Regions from separate parts of the Mus musculus genome. Here region 2 is linked to region 1. Evidence: chromatin contacts called from public HiChIP or PLAC-seq data. All regions are on one chromosome and are shown on one strand. The core of a region is the stretch at or near the end of the contact, and the rest is flanking DNA. Distances in the headings are between cores, read along the strand shown.

Region 1 (3,819 bases), core at 841-3,340:
AACTGCAGCATCCCAGAAGATCAGTGTGTTGTGTATGCTTGAACAGAGACATAGGGGTATTGCATGCAGTTGAGAACAGAGAGAGGAAGGTATTACATACAGCTGAACATGCATTTGAACAGAGACGCAGGGTTATAGTGTACATCTGGATCAAAGAGGCAGCTTTAGCTAATCTTGACAGCAGCAGTCTCTGTAGGAAAGCAATCTTCAGACTGCAAACCCCCAGAGAGAGAAAGCTATAGTAGACGTTTCCTGCATACACTTTCAATATCCACAGAAGAGGCAGAGAGGAAGGCTTTGCCATTTTCCCATGGGTGTGAGGCTAGAGTCTAGGACATGGCTGTGCCCGTGTCAAGATACACATTCACTCAGGACTGTACTCACTCTGGGCTGCCTACATTATACTGATAACTTTCTTTCTTTCTTAGTGGAAGAAAAATAGAAAATAATCTGGAATTTTCCATGGAAAAGAAGGAAGACAATTGATTTACTTCTGAGCACCCTGAGTAGGTCTGTGGAAGAGAAAGTGGCTCATAGCTGAGAGAGAAAGAGCCAGGAAAGCCCCCTTCTCACAGGAAAGTGGTGTTTGCAGCTGAGAGCAGAAATGTCAGATTGCATTTATGTGCCACGCACAGGGAGGGACATCGGTAGCTGGAGAAGTCATCAGGAGATTTTAGTATGTTAGCTGTGGTTTTATGTTGCTATGAGAATTGGTTTTTTTAATATAACTTGTGAAATTAGAAATGCATTTGAAAGAACTTGGCGGGGCTGGTGATGGCTCACTGGGAAAGGCTGAGTCAGACTGCATTGCCCTGTGTCACTGTGTTTTGGTGAAACTGGTATACTGAGAGTAGCAGGCTGCTATTACAGTCTGCTCTTTAGGGCTGTGAGAAACAGCATGACCAAAGGCAACTTGGAAAGGAAAGGTTCATATTAGCTTACAGGAAGTTTACAGTTCATCATAAAGGAAGCCAGGACAGGGACTCCAGGCAGGAACTGACATAGAGGCCATGGAGGTACACTACAAAGCTGGTTTACTACTTGCAGCTTGCTCAGCCTGCTTTCTTACAAAACACAGGGGTGACACTGCTTATAGTGGGCTGGGCTCTTCTACATCAACCATTAATCAAGAAAATGCCCCACAGTCTTGCCTACAGGTCAGTCTTATGAATAAGAGGACTGAGAACCTCAGGACACAGACCTAAGGTCCCAGTAGGAGATGAACACATTATAAGGCAGGTGAAGAGGTATTCTGAAGGAGGTCTATGAATAGATCTAGTGCTGTGCTATCCACCATGGCTCCCCTAAATTTAAACTCATCAAAATGAAAAAAAGTTAGAATTTAGTGCCTTGATCATAGTAGCCTCAGTATGACTTCTCAGTAGCCACACAGTGTTAGTGGCTATCATACACAACAGGGTAGTTATGGAGTTCTTTCATCGTTGGCAGAAATTTTGTTAGCCGCACTGTGCTGGAACCAGAGGCCTTCAGTGTGGCCATGCCATATGTTCTTTGATTCCTGGAGCTTTCAGTAGTTTTAAGAGCTGGGGAAATTAGGAGGGGAGAGCTGTTATTATATATCTTGGGGTAGAATTTAAAGAGAAAGACAATGGCATTTCCCTTGGCAGTGACTTGGGTCCTGGAGCTGCAGGAAGAGAAATATGGTCAAAGCATGAAGTCAAAGTAATACCAACACTGTATTACTGACCCATGCTGCCATAACTTGCTTTCATGCAGGTGCTGCGACTCAGGCTCTCATGATTATGCAGCACTAACCCAAGTGTTGTGTGTGTGTGTGTGTGTGTGTGTGTGTGTGTGTGTACATATGTGTGTGTATGTATGTAAGTATCTCTCTTGCTCACTGTGTCACATGGGTTCAAGTGCTCATGGAGGCCAGAAGAGAGACATGAAGCTAGGGTTATAGTCAGTGTGAACTGCTTGACAGGGGTGACATGGGTGCTGGGAACTAAACTTGGGCCTGGAGAAGAACAACAAATGTTCTTAACCACTGAGTCATCTCTCTAGACTCCAAGTTCTTAGGTAAATCCTTCTTTCAATGTTATGAAGACTTAGCATATGACTCATGATGATCCAAGCCACTTTGCTACTCAGGAGCAACCTTTAATCCAGGAGGGAAATTGCTAGTTTATAGCCTACCCCCACCACAGTCAACACCTATCTAGTTTTGTCTGTGGCTTGTACACTGTAAGGAAAAAATATTTGGAAATGCTATAATGAAAATAATAAGTGTGAGTCCTGTGGTTACTATGGTAACAAGAATTGAATTCATTGCCCTGAAAAATTGCCTGGAGCTGTGCTTTAGCATTGCTTGGTGGGTGTATTTGTTAGGAATGCTAATCTGTCAATGTCCATCAAAATGGCGCAGCACTCAGAAATATTTCACAGCTGTACTTTTAGCTGGTTTTGATTATTATGAAAGGAAATGGAGCAGAAACAGTTATTATTATATTGGAAATGCAAGTAATCTTCTCAAAGTGTCTCAGCAGGTATGAGCCTAAAAGCACATTTCACTTTTTTCTTCCACCATCAAGAAAACGTCATTGCCATACTACCTGAGCTTGGGGTCATTTTATAAGTTGTTAATAATCATTAGTATAACACGGGACTCAAAAGATCTGGTGTAAATTGGCATGGTAACATGGATGGGGAAAAAAAAAATCTCTCAGGACCACACCTCTAGATGAAGAACTACAGGCACTTAGCGGATGCTGAGAGAGGAAGAATCAGGTTTTCTCAGGGGACAAGGCCTAGATAGGTTATCCAATCCCTGGTCAGGTGCACTTGACTATGCATATGTATGCACATACATGTGGAGGACAGAGAACACTCTTTAATATTCCTCCCCAGGTGCCAGCCACCTTGTTTTATGAAATGGAGTCTCTTTTGGCCTGGGGCTTATGAGATTAGGCTAGGATGGCTGGCCTGCAAGCCCTAGGGGTCTGCCTGTTTCTGCTTCTCGAGAACCAGGTGCCGTTATATCCGGCTCTTTCACATTGGATCTGGGGATTGAACTCAGGTCCTTGTGATTTGTGTGGGAGGCAGCCGAGTATATAAATAATGATGATAACTAGCATGCATAGAGTATGCTGCTGAGGCTTTTTATGGATGCTTCAGAAGCTCTTTGATGTTGCAATCAAGTTAGAAGCACTCCCACCCCCCATTTCACAATGCTTTAAGTGAGCCTAGGATTCCATGTTGAGTCGCATTTGTAACTATTGTCAGCCCAGAATTCTATAGACTGCAAACAAGGAGAGAACTGAATTGCTGAGAAGTAGAGAGACCTATCCAAGGTCACGCAGCAAAGCGTAGAGCTGGAGATTAAGTTTAGGAGCATCTTGGCTTCAGACTCTTCTATCCATCCCTAGGTGCATACTGGTCCTATCTTTTCTGACTTATGGTAAGAGTATGGGCCTTTTTAAATTTGAGCATCTATAATGAGAAATATATTGAAGAGAGTTAGTGCTTGTCTGGAGGATTTTGGCAAGATTGGAGAGAAACATATTTAATACTTTTTTGTTTTAGTAGTTTATGATTTAGAAAAAAAAAAAACACCAAAAACCCCTTACCCCCTCTCCTGCGTAGAAAAGCTTTTGGAACATGACTCTACCCCATGTATGTAAGAGACACACAGGTCCTGAACTGGCTCTGGGAAAAAGGAAATCTTCGGCCTGTTTTCAAAGTCAAACCTCCTCATGAGTGCAGGACTAAATACTGACAAATTATGTTTCAATGGACTGTGAAAACCTTGAATGAATTAAATCACACATCCCAAGATGTGTGAGTCAAACAGCTGGGCAA
Region 2 (3,819 bases), core at 499-2,998, 180 kb before region 1:
AATGTCATTGCTTGCCAAATTCAAGATATTTTATAGCTTGTATTAAAAAGCAGTTATTTACTTTTGTTTTTCAGTATCACCTTACCTCTAACCCTTACATTATCTACTAGAAGTTTCTGCCTATTACATTAAGTTTCTTGGCAGGTCATCAGAACAGTCTGTGAACATTTTGTTAATTCTGACTGGAGTATTTATTTATTTATGTTTTTCGAGACAGGGTTTCTCTGTATAGCCCTGGCTGTCCTGGAACTCACTTTGTAGACCAGGCTGGCCTCGAACTCAGAAATCCACCTGCCTCTGCCTCCCCAGTGCTGGGATTAAAGGTGTGCGCCACCACTGCCCGGCGGAATATTTATTTTTACACTTGACCCTGCTATAAATGATTCCAGTGAGGGCCATATGTGTAGGTATTATAAATAACCCCATGCTCACCTGGTTAGTCAAAAGTCTTGCTAGGTCTGCCACCAGATAGCTACATGAACTGTAAAGGTATTTGGGTTTTTTTTGTTTTGTTAACCTCAAATCTATGTTTCTAGAAGGAAAATTAGATGTTGGTAAGGAATAAACATTGTAAAATGATTATTATTTTAAATTTCAAGAACCTGCTGGTTCAGTAGCCAATCTTATTCCTTTTTGGAAGCAGATTTTCAAGTTCCCACAGAGGTAGTGACTTGCTATCCTGGTGAGCCTGGTGGTCTCCAGTTAAGTCAAGTCATTTCCACAGACATTACCTTTTTATTCTCTAGTCTAGTTTTTCATTTTCACACATGTACTCTTTGCATACTCATCACCCTTACCCTGACTCCCAGTCCCATGAAAACTCTTAAACATTCATGTCTATCCCTTTAGCTTTTTGACCCACCATAATTAACCAGGGCCATCTGTGTTACAACTGGGTTTGGAGCCATCCTTCTGAACTCAGTGGGTTCAGAAATGGGTCACACAACTAAATACTGATTCCCCATTCTCAAGAATCTATCCATAGTTGAGATGTAAAGGGCAGCCAGAGGACACATTTTGCCTTATGTACTTAAGGCTGCACAGCAAGTGCTCTTACCACTGAGTCATGTCTTCAGACTAGGAACTGTGATTTAAAGAAGCAAGCCTTTAAAAGGTAAAAGATTAACAGGTGAGCTTCTGTTGCTCTAATAGTTGCCAGTCTTGCCCCAGTACTTGGTCCTTTTTTTCACTCTTTCATCTCTTTGGGAGTGGGCAGACCCCTGAATCTAGGTTCTGCTTATTTTGCCTTTTTTTAAAGTTTTATTTGCCAAGGCAGGGACAACTCATGGCCCCAGGAGGTAAATACTTTGACATACTTGAGTGTAACCTAGATTTTATCCATAGTTGTACAGTCATCCTGTTATCATGGAGTAACTATATTATTATGGGGTAGAAATTCAGGTTTGTAGATGTATAAACTGACATGACCACCCCATGCTATGGTTTTTGTTAGAGATATGAGAGAACAGCCAGAGGCATCTGGAAGAAGCCAGTGCAGAGAGAGGAAGTAGATTGAACATAGCTAGGGTGAGAATAGCAGAGGAAAGAGAATAGAGAAAACATTGTTGAGAAAAGCATTAGCAGAATGAGTAAGGGGGTGGGGCACACAGTAAGAACAGGGTTACTAGTGGAGAGCAGGATAGAGGAGGAGGTAAGCAGGGTTAAGGATTAGCATGGACTTTGCAATGTGTAGTAGGTACTTGTGAGCATGTGCTCTCATGTCTCTTCTACCATAAGGGAAATGACTCATTTTGGTCTGAGGACCAGTTCCTGAAGAATGCCGATTTTTATCTAACTACCAGAAACCCACCTATAGTCCACATTGACCTCATTTCTAGATATTTGAAGCTTCCTGTGAACCTTCCAGGTTTTTGTGTGTGTGGGTGTTTTTTTTCCCCCTTTTGAGACAAGGTCTTCCATGTATCCTAGGTTGGCCTAGAACTTGCTATATAGACCAGGATGGCCTTAAATTCAGAGATTTGCCTGCCTAGCCCCTACAGCCTCAAAAGAAGATAAATGTATGTTATTTCTCTCTTGCTGTGATAAATCACAACCAAAAGTTGATTTATAGAACAAAGAGCTTATTTGGATTCTAGAAGGGGAGAATCCATTATGGCAAAAAAGAGTGGCAGCAGAGCAGGAAGCTGAATGAACACATACCAACAACACTGTTCACTTACCAGCAATCTAAAACGTGAGGTTAGCATGGACTTTGGACCTTCTGCCCTAGCGGAGTCTGCAGTCTAGATCCTGTGTACTTACCTACAAACACATGGAGCATTCAAAGAGATCCCAGCCAAACTTGCTTGTCCTCTTCTCCTATTCTTCATGGATTTAAGGCAAATTCTTAAAAAACAGCATGCTTGTTTAAATTGTAAAATTGAACAAATCAACTGTTAGGACAAGCAAGCCATGAGCATCATTGTCTGTGGAGCTCTAGAGCCCTTGAGGGTGATTCACTTGTTAACTGGTTTATATACTGAGAGTCTTAATTATTAAGACATACGAGAAATTGAGGAATGGGTATGATGAAGCGTGCTTATAATCACAGCACTGGGGAGGCAGAACCAAGATCACAAATTTGAGGCCAGCCTAGGCTGCCCAGTTAGACACATTGCTATCTCAAAGCAAAGGGCTAACAATGTGGCTTAGTGTGCAAGCCTGAGATTGATAAGTACAACTGTGCCCCTAACCCCAAAATAAAGCATGGGAACTTAAGTGCATTCAGTGTCAGCCTCTTCAGAATTCCACAAGCATAGGAATAGCTTGTAAGGAAGCCGAGAACCCTGAGGGCATCCTAAGGAGAATGAACCATGGAGTGGAGTGACAGCGCTGAGACTGGCTGAAGATTCCATCACCACCTCTGCATTCCTCTTGCCCTTTAGCCAGGAAATGGAGACTGAGAGCAAAGGTCGGTGCAGTGCCTTGTGGCAGAGTCCCTGGAGGTCTGAGGATGACCCTGGGCTGGACTGGATCTGAGGAAGATGAGAGCCTTCAATCCCTGGCCTGGGCCCTCCTTCCGGGGACATCCTGGGGTGAATATGGCAGCCTCCTTGGAAAAGCTTCACTAGGAGGGACCTGGAATGAGAGAGATTCTCAGTTCTCACACACAAGTGGAGAGGGCTGACCATCCTCCTTGGTGGCCAGGGAGTTTCCAATAATTTAGATGCAGTGATACAGACCAGCTTCTACACCTGTCTTAGTATTCATTTAGTCCCTGCAGAGTTGACAGCAGCAATCTGGAGTATGGTACCTCTCAAACGCCATACTCACGGTACTGAATAAGTCTCAGAAAACAAGGGTCAGTGCCCAAAAAGATTAAGGACTTTAAAAATTAAGATCTTAATTTCCAATCCAAAGAATGCAGCCCTTTTGGATTTCAGGAAGACAATGGGAATATACACTTGCACAATCATTAAATCTTTTATTTACATATAGAAATTAGAAAAACTTAAAACAAAACCAAATGCAACTTGTACAGAAATCCTTTAATTTTCTTTATTTTCACACATTAAAAAAATGAAACACACTATACAAATGGTTTTCATAGCAGATTACACGTGGGTCCATTCAGACTCGCTCTCGTGTGCTGCCTCAGACGACAGCTGTTAACCAGGGAGCCAATGTATTGATTTAAGTGCGGTAGCATGCAGCCTCAGCATGGAAGGTTCGGTTCCCCTCTGTCTGTGAGTTAGGGTAAATGGCATTGGCGTCTGTTTACAGACTGAAATGTGTCAGTCAGTCCTGAGCAGTCCTGCTGTAGCCTGAAACCAGCTGGTGGGAACTGTGGTCTCAGCTTTAAAAATGAAGGTCCAAATG

The links. HiChIP or PLAC-seq counts read pairs in DNA pulled down with a chosen protein or histone mark.
Region 2: an H3K27ac HiChIP or PLAC-seq map of trophoblast stem cells shows a contact between it and region 1, with 16 read pairs. The contact joins two enhancer-like sites. A contact is called at or near these places in 3 of 484 Hi-C or Micro-C datasets (embryonic stem cells, myocytes and nephron progenitors), 3 of 115 datasets of contacts at active chromatin or transcription factors (double positive thymocytes, embryonic stem cells and trophoblast stem cells) and 4 of 9 other capture datasets (adipose tissue, embryonic stem cells, liver and 1 more).

The regions. Positions count from the first base shown.
Region 1 is chr6:47,341,887-47,345,705 of GRCm38.p6, reverse strand. No RefSeq gene overlaps it. Among named protein-coding and RNA genes, the nearest start is that of Gm35280, 86 kb to the right of the region's middle. Within about 2 kb of position 2,090, at least 14 of the 459 cell types and tissues checked have an H3K27ac peak or open chromatin away from gene starts, as enhancers often do. A contact at or near this core is called in trophoblast stem cells, where this site is marked.
Region 2 is chr6:47,525,725-47,529,543 of GRCm38.p6, reverse strand. It overlaps Cul1 (cullin 1), which reads right to left. Exons shown (of 22, transcript NM_012042.4): 22 at 3,400-3,819. Among named protein-coding and RNA genes, the nearest start is that of Ezh2, 67 kb to the left of the region's middle. Within about 2 kb of position 1,748, at least 29 of the 459 cell types and tissues checked have an H3K27ac peak or open chromatin away from gene starts, as enhancers often do. A contact at or near this core is called in trophoblast stem cells, where this site is marked.